Linked DNA regions of Danio rerio: region 1 is linked to region 2. The links are chromatin contacts, called in public Hi-C maps. All regions are on one chromosome and are shown on one strand. Each heading gives the region's core, a stretch centred on a gene start, on an enhancer-like site or on the middle of the called end of the contact. The rest is flanking DNA. Distances are from core to core; before and after follow the strand shown. Region 1 holds the start of rad23aa (RAD23 homolog A, nucleotide excision repair protein a). Region 2 holds the start of prdx2 (peroxiredoxin 2).

Region 1 (7,331 bases), core at 1,297-3,796, 410 kb after region 2:
TTTGAAAATCATGCAGTCTGAACTCGGCATAAGACGAAAAGAAAAAGATTGAATGAATGAATAGTTATTAAGATTTATGTGGCTTAGAACAGTGGTTCTTAAAAATTTTCATCAAGTACCACCTCAGAAAAAAATGGTCTCTCCAAGTACCACCAAAATAAGCAGTATTGAAATACTGTAGCATAGTGGGCCCCAGTGTAACAGCTACAGCTCTGTACAGTTTAAAAATGAGGCAATTAATTTGTATTATTAAGCGTATTATCGTCAGACACTTTAAACATTATAAATAGTTTGAACATTAACCCTGTACTGTGCTTATACGTAAAAAAATGTCAACATTAAAATTAAAATGTGCTTTTAAAAGTTAAAAATGACAGGTTACTGTTCTTAAAGTTAAAAAAAACTCCTGTACTTAAATGTAAAGTATCAACACCTGGAAATATAGGCTACATTTCATCATATATAATCATTTTTGAGACATTTTTAAATATATGTATGTACATATGACATTTTTGATTCCTCTGCGTACCACTAGAAGTAAGCCCGTGTACCACAGTTTGAGAACCACTGGCTTAGAAAATTGACTTTGGTAACAATTATACATGTTTTAAATACATTTATTTAGTAACTTTCAGGCTGGAAATGCAGAGATAGGCTCCATTTCATGTACCACTATTTGAAGATATTACAATATTTTCCTTATATGAATCTGGCAGTACATTATGACAACTACATCGCTCTAATTTTAACTTAATATCTCATTTTTTGATTATTTTACCAGTAAAAAGAAACCTGCTTCATAACTGTGAAGGCATGTAGCTTCCAGGCCTCTTTAAAAAAATAATCATCACTTATTTGACTATACATAACTATATACTTTTTAATTATGTTATTGTGATAGTTATTTAGATTTATGTGGCTGGGAATATTGACTTTGATAACAATTATACATGTGTGTGCATGTTTCCATATATGAATCTGGCGGTACGTTAGGACGACTCCATCTCTCAGATTCGGATTTTATGTCTAATTTACATCTCTTTTTAACCAGTAAATAGAAACCTGTTTAATAACTATGACGTGATGTATCTTTCAGTCCTCTTTCAAAATTGAATATTACTTAATTGATTTAATGTAACTTAATACTTTTTTTTATTATGTTATTGTAATTGTTGTTAGGATTTATCTGGCTTGATATATTTACTTCGGTAACAATTACATGTTATAATCCATTTATTTAGTAATTTTTGGGTTGGAAATGGAGGGATAGGCTCCATTTCTTGTACAACTGTTTAAAGAATGTACAATATTTTCCATATATGAATCTGGCAGTACATTTTGACGACTCCATCGCTGTAATTTTGACTTTATTTCTTGTTTTTGGACTATTTTACTAGTAAAATTAAACTTTTATAACTATGAAGGCATGTAGCTTCCAGTCTTCTTTAAAAAACTACATCACTTATTTGATCAGACATAACTATATACTTTTTATTGTGCTATCACAATATTAAGATTTATGTGGCTTGGAATATTGACTTCCGTAACAATTATACATGTTATCATCTATTTATTTAGTAGCTTTCAGGTTGGAAATGGAGGGATAGGCTCCATTTCTTGTACCACTGTTTGAATGTTACAATATTTTCCATACATGAATCTGGCAATAAGTTTTGACCAATTCATCTCTCAAATTTAGATTATTTAAGTCTAAATTATATCTCGTTTTTACCAGTAAATAGAAACCTGCTTAAGAATAATGAAGACATGCATCTTCCAGTCCTCTAAAAATTAAACATCACTTATTTGACTATACATAACTTTATACTTTTTATTAAGTTATTGTATAGTTATTAAGATTTATGTGGCTTGGAATATTTACTTAGATAACAATTATACACGCACAGTATGTTACATATAATCGATACTATACACAAACCTAACGACAAACTATCGCGAGTTGCATTAATCGTCATACTACACTATACAGACCTTCATTTTCTATCTATCTAACTGTTACTTATTAATATCTAATATATACCAATATAATACCTATCTATCTATCTATCTATCTATCTATCTATCTATCTATCTATCTATCTATCTATCTATCTAACGTTATCTATCTATCTATCTATCGTTAATGCTTAACACGCCCAAATGATCCCCAGTGACTCATAAATGAATTAACGCTCCTTGTCATCTTTCTTAGCTCGAAATGTACAGCTATCGTTGATATGTATGTGCTTCGAACACTTATCCATGTCGTTAACGCATTATAACAAGCGTAAATAAACCGTTAATACCGTCTGCTCATCGTCGATGTCTATTTGAATGGTCTGCTGCTGCAATGTCTTCAGTGTGATCTGCATGACTGCTGTGTCTTCGTCTTCTCCTTACTTCTCGATTCTGGACCTTCGTACAGGTTTATGTCCCGAGGAAATGTTTGAGTTTGAAAGCCAAGGACAGTTAATGGACGTTAAAAGATGTAGCTCTCTGGCTAACAGGCTAAAAACACGCCTGTCTGCGTCATTTCTTCGGTGGTGGTGCGGAGAGGCGGAGTTTTGACGTACTGACATCACTCGGAAATGAGGGGAATTACGGTTTGAAGCGCTGAGCTACACTCACCGGCCACTTTATTAAGTACACCTTCCTAGTACCGGGTTGGACCCCCTTTTGCCTTCAGGACCGCCTTAATCCCTACCTGGCATAGATTTAACAAGGTACTGGAAATATTTCTCAGAGCTGCACATCCATGATGTGAATCTCCGGTTCCACCACATCCCAAAAGTGCTCTATTGGATTGAATGCTGGTGACTGTGGAGGCTATTTGAGTACAGTGAACTCATTTACATGTTCAAGAAACCAGTCTGTGGAGTTGACACGATGCTCAATTGGGACTAATGGGCCCAAAGTGTGGCAAGAAAATATCCCCCACACCATTACACCACCACCAGCAGTCTGATCTGTTGATACAAAGCAGGATGGATTCATACTTTCACGCTGTTGATGCCAAATTCTGACCCGACCATCTGAATGTCACAGCAGAAATCGAGACTCATCAGACCAGGCAATGTTTTTCCAGTCTTCTTTTATCAAATTTTGGTGAGCCTGTGCGAATTGTCATAAAATTTGCGTTAATGAGCATCTGGACAGGTGTACCTAATAAAGTGGCCGGTCAGTGTATAATAGGGCTAAATAACATCATTGTCATTCTATATAAATCAATGGTTTGAACACTTGCCTTAGACACAAAACATTTTAATTAAGCATAATTTGTAACACTTCGATAAGGTTGCATTAGTTAATGTTAGCAAATGTGGCTACGAACATGAATAAATAATGAACAATACATTTATTACAGTATTTATTTATCTTTGCTAATGAAATGAAGTTGCTCATTGTTACTTCAAGTTAACTCACAGTGCATTACCAAAGGTAACAAGCATGTGTTTGTACATAATTATTAATAAATGCTGAAGTATTTTTCATTAAGTAATTTAATACATTCATTCATTTATTTTCTTTTTGGCTTAGTCCCTTTTATTACTCCGGGGTCGCCACAGCGGAATGAACCACCATCTTATTCAGCACATGTTTTTTCTACGCAGCGGATGCCCTTCCAGCTGCGACCCATCTCTCAGAAACTTCACACACACACTCAATCACACTCACACACTATGGACTATTTAGCCTAGCCAATTCACCTGTAACGCATGTCTTTGGACTGTGGGGGAAACCGGAGCACCCGGAGGAAACCCACTTGAATGCGGGGAGAACATGCAAACTCCACACAGAAACACCAACAGACTCAACCAAGACTCGAACCAGTGACCTTCTTCCTTTGAGGCGACAGCTCTACCTACTGCGCCACTGCGTAGCCAATATAATACATTAACCACATAAACTAATGAAACTTTACTGTAAAGCTAACATACATGAATAAAATTTTATTTATTTATTGTATTTAACCAACTTACTGGATAGATGTTTTGTTATCATCTCTATATTTAAACATATTCATATATATATATATATATATATATATATATATATATATATATATATATATATATATATATATATATATATATATATATATATATATATGGTTTTAGTAATAATCTAGAATGTATCTAACAACTTTCAATGTCCACATCCTTCTTTAAAGCTTCATTACAAACATATGAATTATGATGATTTTCATATTTATCGCTCGTGCTAGACATAAAAAGTCACCCTACGAATGACTACATTACCCACAATCCGCAGATCGACTCACTTCCGGTCCAAGAGTTTGTAAACAATGAAAGCAGATATGGAGTCGTCAAGAGGTCTTACCTAAAAATATTGCTCTGTACAGTCCACTGTAGATGCGTTTTACATGACGTGCGTGTCGTTTACAGTCGTGAGGATTAAACCAAGCGGGATGTACGCGTTTACAAACACTACGGCTTTTTAAAACGTATATTTGGTGAGTGAAAATCGGAGCGCTGGCTGTTGAGGCGGTTGTTTGTTTTTTCAGACTAACGTTAGACAGACAGCAGACACAGCGGGCTGCGGAAAGCGAGCTCCCTGAACACAAGAGGAGCCTGGCGAGTTCGTAAAAGCCACATAGACGTGATTTTGGAGGGTTTGTGTTGTCGTGCAGGGTCAGCTCAATGGGGAACTGTCTGTCTTCTCAAGGCGCTGATGATCTGTCCCTGCTCAACGAGTCCGAGGGGGCGAGTCTGCCCGGAGAGCCTCCGCCACCATACCAGGTAACTTAAAACAACAAACAAAAAATACAATATAACTGTACTGTCCCACACACACAAACAAACATCCAGCTGTCTGCGATACAATACTGACAGGCTCAGAATGTTTTGACCACTTCAATGTGGTGGTGGACTTCTAGTCAAGTTCAAGTTAATGTATTTATAAACAGGGTTTCTGCGGGGTTTTAAAATGTATTAAGTTTTAAAAACTAAAGTTTAGGCCTTAAAAAGTTTTTAATTCACTGAAATATTGTCTTGAAGGTCTTTAATCCTTTTAAACAATTCTTTATTTTCATCTGTCCGTGTCTTCAACCACCAATAATTATTCATCTTAAAAAAACCTTCAACCAAACTCTGTATTATACTAATATGTTTTTTTTTTGTTTTGTTATTGTGGGAATGTTAACATGTGCATGTATACAACTAGGGTTTGCTTGTTTTGATACATCATTTTAAATATGTGGCAAAAAAAATAACTTCTTAGATTTTTGGTGGATGAAGCAAGTAAACCTTTTTTTCCACATGACCAACCGGAAGAAAATTCCTTAGTGTTTAGCCCTGTATAAATCTGAAGTTACATTTATAATGGTCTTCAAAAGTCTTAAATTTGACTTCGTGAAACCTGCAGAAACTCTGTATAAATCACATTTAAAAACAGTCACAAGTCTGACCGAAGTGCTGCACATAGGTCAAAGTAAAATAAAAAATACAGAATATAAAAACATAAAAATAAACCAAGAGAAATGACTGAATACTTTTAAAAATGAACCAGTGGAAAAGACTATTAAAATAGTATTAAAAAGCCAAGCTAAATTGGTACTTTTTTATTTTTTTATTTATTTATTATTATTTTTTTATTAGTTTCATCTTAGGTCAGATAATAAAATATACACAATATTGACACACATAGATATACGCACTGATACAATTCACCAAACTAAAAATTATCAGAAAAATATTATACACTAAATAAGAATATAAATAAAAGTATACCCCATATATACTTAAAGATATACAAACATACAATAACATAAAAATAAGAATAATAAATAAATTAATACATTAATTTATATGTTATACAAAGAAAATAAAGGGAAAAAAGGGCACTTAAGATATAGGTGTCTCCTGAAATGTTTTTGAAACTGTTCTGGCTTTTGTTTTATTGCGAACCGAATCGTTTCCACTTGAAGAGCATGTCAGAAATCAAAACCCATTGCCGATAAGAAGGGGGAGCTGCTGACTTCTAATTCATAAGAATAAGTCGTCTAGCCAGTAAAGTTGCAAAGGCTACACAATCAGCCTGTAATTAATTTAATTCAACATATTCTGGCAGGATCCCAAACAGTGCTGTTATGGGGTTTGGGTCTATTGACATTGAAAATACAGCAGAAAAACACCTAAAGACTTTCCCTCAAAAAGGCAGACAGTTTTAATCAAGACTGGAAAGTAACCGTGTGGCTGGGTTGGTTGTAAAGCAAAGGCATGTTGGGACAAGATCAGAGAAATTTTTATTCAGTTTACTTCTAGACCAGTGTACTCCATGCATGACTTTGAATTGAATGAGAGTATATGCCTAGCAGTTATTGATGATGAATGTATTCGTGCAAGAAAAAGATCCTGATATTTTTTAATATCATTATTAAAAAATCGTTAAATTCAGATTCAGGTAAATTCAAAGTGGTTGAATTCAGTTCCTCCTCCCTAAACGCCCTAAGTACATGTGTTGAGTAGGGACTGTATTGTGTTGATAATAGTAAAGATTTTAGAAATAACACTAAATAGGTTTTTTTTAGGAGTGTTTTAAATATCGATAGTGATGGAGTCATTCGTTCCATAACCGAGGAACCGCCACAGAAAAAGCTCTGTCCCCTCTACGTCTCTGGACTGAGGAACTAAAAGAAGATTTTGATCACTTGATCTAAGAGATCTTACGGGAGTGTAAAGATGCCGCAGCTCTGAGAGATTGAGGCTAGATTGTGAAGGGATTTCAATACCAGTAAAAGCACTTTAAAATCAATTTTGAATTGCACGGACAGCCAATGAAGGCCCCTTAGAAGAGTAGTAATGTGGACATGTTTCCTATTATTACAAAGAAATCTTGCAGCAGCATTTTGGACCAACTGAAGGCGAGAAATTAGAGATTTTGAAATGCCACAGTAAAGTGAATTGCAGTTAATGCCCGTTCACACCGGATGCTTTTTGCTTGTGGGTTCTGTTGACGTCTATTCCAAGCACATAGTTATATCAGCTATCATAACAATATTTCACAATATGTGGATTTTTGGAAGCAATGGATATGAAAAATGTAAAGTTTACATTAATTGTTTACATCCCTCAAAATAGTCTATGTTATAGCAAGTTAGCATATGTTTTGGTATATGTTATAGCAAGTTGCAAAGACTATCCACGTGATCTGCCAGAACAGGAAAGTTTGCTGTTCGAGAATAGTTTCACAGATATTATCTTTAGTTTGTTGCGCCGATTGTGATCTCTGACTGTGAAAAATTTGCCACACTGTTGTTTTGGATTTGCTACTGGTCAATTTTAGCATATTAATGCCAATTTAAGCTTCTA
Region 2 (7,197 bases), core at 2,595-5,094:
TATGAAAAAAAAGACAGCCGCAGCTTCCAATTCATGCAGACTTTAGGAATAACAATGTGAGCTAGTAAATAAAGTAAATTTTGATTTCAAGTGGACTGAAAACCTGCTTTACTAGTCGTAGTTTGAAGGAGTTTACCAACCAGAGCGAAATGTTGTGGAAACTATGCTTTGACAAGCAGTTTTGTACACCAAAAATGTTTGTTTTGTGCTGATTTAATCTGACATAACATCACACTAGCCTTCTCTTCACTGAAATCTAGCATGCTGGTACCTTTGTAGCATGCTGGTGGAAATCATGTTGGGCGAGAGGATCTGAAGGGCCCAGCCTACGAAACTTTTGGCCTCATCGAGCTTCACAAACAGGTTCTCTCGCTCAGCCTCCGTCAGCGTCTTTGAGTCTAAATAGACAACAAATATACTGAAGATTTACACACATGCTCTCTAACAAAATATCCATTCATTCATTTTCCTTTGGCTTAGTCTCTTTATTCATCAGGGGTCGCCACAGCGGAATGAATCACCAACTATTCCGGCATATGTTTCACACAGTGGATGCCCTTTCAGCTGTAACCCAGTACTGGAAAACACCCATGCACACTCATTCACACACACACACTCATACACTTAAGCAAATTTAGTTTACCCTATTCACCTATAGCGCATGACTTTGGACTGTGGAGGCTCCTGGAGGAAACCTACGCCAACACGGGGAGAACTTGGAAACTCCACACAGAAATGCCAACTGGCACAGCTGGTACTCAAACCAGCGACCTTCTTGCTGTGAGGTAACGGTGCTAACCACTGAGCCACCATGTCACCCTGTAACAAAACATGCTGAATAATTCAGACCAACCTGCCACTTTTAAATTCTTTAGGTCTTCTTTTCTGGATACAGGGCAGAAGCATATGCCGTACACCATGGGTCCTGGAAAATAGTAACATATTTAATGCACACTCCAGTTTCAATCGGATATGAGCTTTTTTCCAGTGAAGATGACTCTCACCTAATACGGGTCCCCTGCCCGCCTCATCGATGCCCAGGCAGCAGTCCTCTGTCTTACACAAGTCTGGGATAGATGAAGACAAGCGGCAGCTCACAGAGTTGTCCGCCTCAAAATCACTCAGATCCATCACTAATAAAACAGTGAATATCATTTTAAAACATGTTAGATCAGTATATACAGTTGAAGACAGAATTATTAGCCCTCCTGTTTATTTTTTTCCTTAATTTCTGTTTAACGGAGAAAAGATTTCTTTAACACATTTCTAAACATAATAGTTTTAATAACTCATCTCTATTAACTGATTTATTTTATCTTTGCCATGATGATGACAAAAAGTAAATAATATTTGACTTGATATTTTTCAAGACATTTCTATGCAGCTTAAAGTGACATTTAAAGGCTTAACTAGGTTAATTAGGTTAACTAGGCAGGTTAGGGTAATTAGGCAAGGTATTGTATAACGATGGTTTGTTCTGTAGACTATCGAAAAAATATAGCTTAGGAAGGCTAATAATTTTGAACTTAATTTTTTTTTTAAAAACTGCTTTTATTCTAGCCGAAATAAAACAAATAAGACTTTCTCCAGAAGAAAAAAATAATATCAGACATACTGTGAAAATTTCCTTGCTCTGTTAAACATAATTTGGGACATTTCTTAAAAAGGAAGGTGCTAATAATTCTGCTGGATAAGTTGGCGGTTTATTCCGCTGTGGTGACCCTTGATGAATAAAGGGACCAAGTTGAAGAAAATCAATGAAGCTTATCTTGAAAGGCACCTTTTAGAGTGCTATTTAAATAATATTTAAAGGAAAGAAAATTAAAGCAATATTCTAAAATTATAAAATATGAACAATATTTTGAAGGAGGTTCAATAAAGTGCTAAAATAAACTTAAAGCTAACCATTAAACTTACGTGTCGTATTTCCATTATTTATTTTCTTGAACTTGTATAAATCCTAAAGTTATAATGAATGAAGTAACCTAGTGTTTGACAGAGAAACTCTCTAAGCATTTAAACTTATCTAGAACTTATATCGTTCATTTAAAACACAATATAAAACAGTACAGTACATCATAGATGACTGTTAACAATATATGATCTGATTACTGAGAGATAACGTTATATACATTCATTCATTCATTCATTCATTTATTTTCTTTTCGGCTTGGATCGTTTTATTAATCTGGGGTTACCACAGCGGAATGAACCGCCAACGTATCTTGTATATGTTTAACGTAGCTGATGCCCGTCCAGCTGCAACCCATCTCTGGAACAACGTTATATACATAAATAATACAAATATTGTGCGAACAATGAGTAGTGAGTACATGCGGTTTTACTCTTAAATGCTAACTTGAAGTGTACACAAATACATTCTAGAACAATTAGCTTAATCGTAAAAGTGATTGTAAACAGAAGCATAAACAAGTTGGACGAACCTGAATGTGTGTGCAGCGCGCTTCAACCGGAACTACAGAATTGGCGCGAGTCTGACGGTACAGCGTGACCTTTGACCGACAATATTAAAAAGAAACGAACGTATTTGTTAATTCATTGATAAATGCAAGACATTCTGTAACACACACACAAAAATCGTGTAATGTTCAAAATCATGAAGTGAACGCGTTTAACTGTATGCCTCCTCAACTCAACGTCGCAAGGGCTTGTGGGAAATGGAGTTCAAATATTTTTTATTTTGTCGACTTCGTATATGTATGTATGTATGTATGTATGTATGTATGTATGTATGTATGTATGTATGTATGTATGTATGTATGTATGTATGTATGTGTTGAAAAGCAGAATTCGGTTGATTTTTGTGCTATTAGTTTATGTTGTGGAGGTGAAGCTTGACTAAAAAAAAAATAATAAATGAACTATACTTCACCATGGACAAGAACAAAAAACAACATACCAAATATATATTTATAAGCAAAATGTGGTGAATTTTTAAATATATTTTAATCCTGCTTTGAAATTATGGAGGACGAAACCTACAAAAACAATGAATGAAGAAACATGCAAATAAATGAACGAATACACAAATTCCTGCATAAATAAACAACTTATAAATAAATAAATATGCAAATTAATAAAAAAATGAATAAGCAAATACACAAAATCCTGCATAAATGAAACAATAAATAAATACACAAATAAATAAATATATGAATAAATAAATACACAAATACCTGTATAAACGAAACAATAAATAAATAAATACGCAAATAAATAATTAAATGACTAAAAAAATACACAAATCCCTGCATAAATAAAACAATAAACAAATAAATACGCAAATATATATATATATATATATATATATATATATATATATATATATATATATATATATATATATATATATATATATATATATATATATATGCATATTTATTTATTGTTTAATTCATGCATGAATTCGTGGATTAATTAATTAATTAATTTAATTGACTGTGACGCCCTATTTATTATTTATTTTTTATTGTTTTTGCAGGTTTCGTCCTTCATAGGCTTACAATAAATATAGGAAAATAAAAGTGCAAAGCACAATTACAAATAAATTACAATACTAATAATAATAATGAATTTTGATCATTTAATTTATTTAAAAATATAATAATTATTATTTTTTTTATATTAGGTTTAAGGTTTTCAAAGCTTCAAAGCCTTTTTGTTTACAAATTATATACATACTAAAATAAATGTCTTTGTATTTTATTAGTTTAATATTTTACAAAGTAAGGAGCAGAAAAAATTATTTTTGAAAAAAATAATTAAGCCAAAAAGTGGGCGGTGCCGTGAACCACGTCGCTCCCCCCTCTTCTTACGTAGAGCCGCTGCTCGCTGGTTTTAGAGCAGGTCGCGCGGTTGCCACTTCCTGTGCGCGTGCATCAAGGCAAAGAGAACTTTCTCGTCCACACAGAACAGGTAGGTTTTAAATACGGATATATTAACTTTAATCTGCACATTTTGAACGTTTATATAAATGTACAAATGCTTAATGAGTAGTTTTGTTGAGTACTACAGAACAAAAGAGCGCGTGTGAAACGCCGGCGTCATTTTTATATGTTGGATTTAAGTTACACTTGATAACGGAGTGAAATATATTAATGCATATATTATTATTATTATATATCATGCATGCGTTCACTTTAAGTAGTATACGTTATATGATTCGCATTATGCTACTTTTATGTAACATCATCCCACTTGAACTTGCTTTAGCTCGCGAGGCTAAACGCAGATATTGTGTATATTACTCATTTTGATATCTAAAAGCATCATGCATTCTTCATATGCATTGCTTCTCCTCTCACATTTCCAGAAACTTGATATTATAATTGCTGAACGAGACTTTTATAGTAAAGCCCTACATTAGCACACTTGTCTCGGCCTTTTCCTTTTGTCTTTTACTGATAATTTCCAGGGCAAAGTCTGAGGGTCGTTGACACATTGGTGCATTTGCTGGGGTCTGATATGATTTTAGCAGAGATACTGAAATGTCAGGCGTTATCAGAGAGTGCAGGGCCACAAGTAAGCGTTTAGGCGACCTCTGGGATGAGTTCACCACATAAAACGCTGTTAAAGTCTTTATTTTAAGCTTAGAAATGGATAAATGCACATTAGTACTGTCTTTAGTCGGTGATTTGGGTGAAAGACCGCTCTGAAGCCCTTCTTGAATTAGTTTCTTAGTAGCCCATTGTTCAGAACAACTGACTGCGTCATGTGACCTGCAGTGTGTGGTCTGCTGCAAGGCTATTGCATGCATTATTCAGGGATACTTTGTGTTTACGGCGTGAGAAGTTACTTATTTTTTAATGTTTTTAGTTAGATGAGCTTAATTATGTTCAATGAGAAATAAGAACAGAACTGACTGTACACAGGCTTAAAATTAAAATGGATAACAGAAAAATAAAAGTACAAAGAACAATGTTTAACGCAAGGTTTACAATAATTATGAAGAGGTCAGCGATAACTATAAGTCAATCCTATATGTATAACTATTATGTATAAGTTGAATTATTATATTTTTATTATCTCTACCACAGTACCAACAAGCAATCTTCAAGATGTCTGCTGGAAACGCTAAGATCGGTCAGCCTGCTCCTCAGTTCAAGGCCACAGCAGTGGTAGATGGACAGTTTAAAGACATTCAGCTCTCAGACTACAGAGGTGTGTGTGTGTTTTGTAGATTAGCACAGTTTCTTTTCTAAATGTCATTTAAATGTCAGTGTGAACCACATTTACCTTCCTTTACATCATGATGATATGAGCCAACTCTTTCTGGATGTCTCTAAATGAACTGTTTTTAAGTTTGGTGTCAGTTTGAACCCATTTTTCTCTTTTTTTTTTTTCTTCAGGGAAGTATGTTGTGTTGTTTTTCTATCCTCTTGATTTCACCTTTGTGTGTCCCACCGAGATCATTGCGTTCAGCGAGCGGGCAGCAGAGTTTCGTAAAATCGGTGTGGAGCTCATCGCTGCCTCCACAGACTCTCATTTCAGCCATCTAGCATGGTGAGATTCCCTATTTCTGTATTGAACACATCTGGAAAAACTCTTTAAAGTACACTTAAAAAGACTAACCATATTGATTGTGTTGGCTCACATTGTTAGCTGAATTTGGTGAACAATTCATCAGTGCATGTCATTAAGCAAAAAAAAAAAACAGTTTGCCTTTGTAATCTTTCATTTAAATCTGAAAAAGCACTTCCTGATTGTTTTCAGTTAAATTCTCAGATTACATCTGCCTGAGGTATTGGGCGTGGCTAACATACTTAACCACGCCCCTTCAGCTGTCAGTTTTGACAACAAACAGAAATGGTGTGCAGGAGACATCTGTTAGGTTGTAATAACTCTCCCCAAACCCTGATCCTTCTGAATAAAATGCTTACTTTACTACATCCAATCAGCTCTTGGTAGAAAAAACAAGCTACGCCCACTGTTTTCTCATTTATTATTTAGTTTGTCTAGGAACTGCATCACTATATAAAAAAACAGTCTCAGCTTCTGGTTCATGTGGACTTTAAGGTGCTTTGCACACTGAATCTGACATTTTCACATGCAAAAAAATGAATTCAACCTCATATTCATACCATTTTAGCCACTAAAACACAGACCTTCAACTCTCTCGTACTATTTTAGCCACTAGATGGCAGCCTACAACCACTTATTATTTGGTCATTGCATTTGTAGATCTTAGTTTTTTTAATTTATTTTTCATTTCATTCAGTTTAAAGTCACTGAAATTCCAGTTAAGGTTACATTCTGACATGGTATAAACACTTAATGCATTTGAAATCAAATTTAGACCAATTTATACACAATATTTTCCAGTCATTACATTCTGTTTTTGTGTCAGTCTTAATTTGGGGGTTGTCATGGACATGAATAGCATAAATGTCATAAATGCTTGAACCCTACCAATTGCCACATATGGTAGGCCTTTCACAGCAATCAATATATCGACTTATCCTGCAATACTTGGATATAAACTCATATTTTTTGCTGTTGCAATAAATATTAACAAATTCATAAATAACGTTAAAGCCATTTTACAATGACGTTTACATTCTACCTCACAGGTGTCAAAGTTTATAATTAAACATTTTGAATATTAAAAATAATAGGACGTTTAATAGTATATATAATAGGACAGTTGCCTTTTTAACATTAAATTATAGAGTCTAAATAACCGTAAGAATGATGAGTATTTTAAAGTGTTTATGGCTATTTGCATTATTATATATAATCAGTGGAATAAAATGATCTCAAAATGACTTATATTGCTTATCGCAGCAATTTCTCTGACAATATAGCACACGACAAAAATTCCTCATCGTCACAGGCCTAACTTACGGCTATATTTATTTCTTCTGTTCATTTTTTGCATCTGTAAAAAGTGTTTTGAGAGGGTTTTTGAGATTTCAAAGCCACCGTACAAGCGACAGCTAAAAGGCAAGGTTTCTGTGCATGACAAATCTTTCAAATGGGGATATGAAAACAAAATGCATACGAAAATGTTGGACGTCTTTATGCAAAGAACTTTTAATAAGCACAGCACATTCATAAATGATTGTTAAAATGCTGAAATTAGTAAGTTGATTAGATAAATGTGTTTTCTTTAAAAACTTATTAATTTATTAACTTGTCTCTTATTATTTTTTATTATGTACTACAGAAAGCAAATCA

What was found. A called contact is a pair of places that touch in the nucleus more often than the background predicts.
Region 1: a Hi-C map of hematopoietic stem cells shows a contact between it and region 2, with 3 times the contacts expected there. The contact joins the promoter of rad23aa here to the promoter of prdx2 in region 2. A contact is called at or near these places in 2 of 18 Hi-C or Micro-C datasets (caudal fin and hematopoietic stem cells) and 2 of 4 datasets of contacts at active chromatin or transcription factors (caudal fin and embryo).

Annotation. Positions count from the first base shown.
Region 1 is chr1:55,449,907-55,457,237 of GRCz12tu, forward strand. rad23aa (RAD23 homolog A, nucleotide excision repair protein a) reads right to left here and starts at 2,547. Exons shown (of 9, transcript NM_001003739.1): 1 at 2,307-2,547. The coding sequence starts at 2,372. It overlaps rnf11a (ring finger protein 11a), which reads left to right and starts at 4,335. Exons shown (of 3, transcript NM_201021.1): 1 at 4,335-4,760. The coding sequence starts at 4,662.
Region 2 is chr1:55,041,079-55,048,275 of GRCz12tu, forward strand. It overlaps prdx2 (peroxiredoxin 2), which reads left to right and starts at 3,845. Exons shown (of 6, transcript NM_001002468.2): 1 at 3,845-3,936; 2 at 5,058-5,181; 3 at 5,370-5,523. The coding sequence starts at 5,079. rnaseh2a (ribonuclease H2, subunit A) reads right to left here and starts at 2,660. Exons shown (of 9, transcript NM_200226.2): 1 at 2,445-2,660; 2 at 1,005-1,133; 3 at 854-925; 4 at 272-398. The coding sequence starts at 1,131. It overlaps LOC141375080 (a long non-coding RNA gene), which reads left to right. Exons shown (of 4, transcript XR_012382231.1): 4 at 1-88.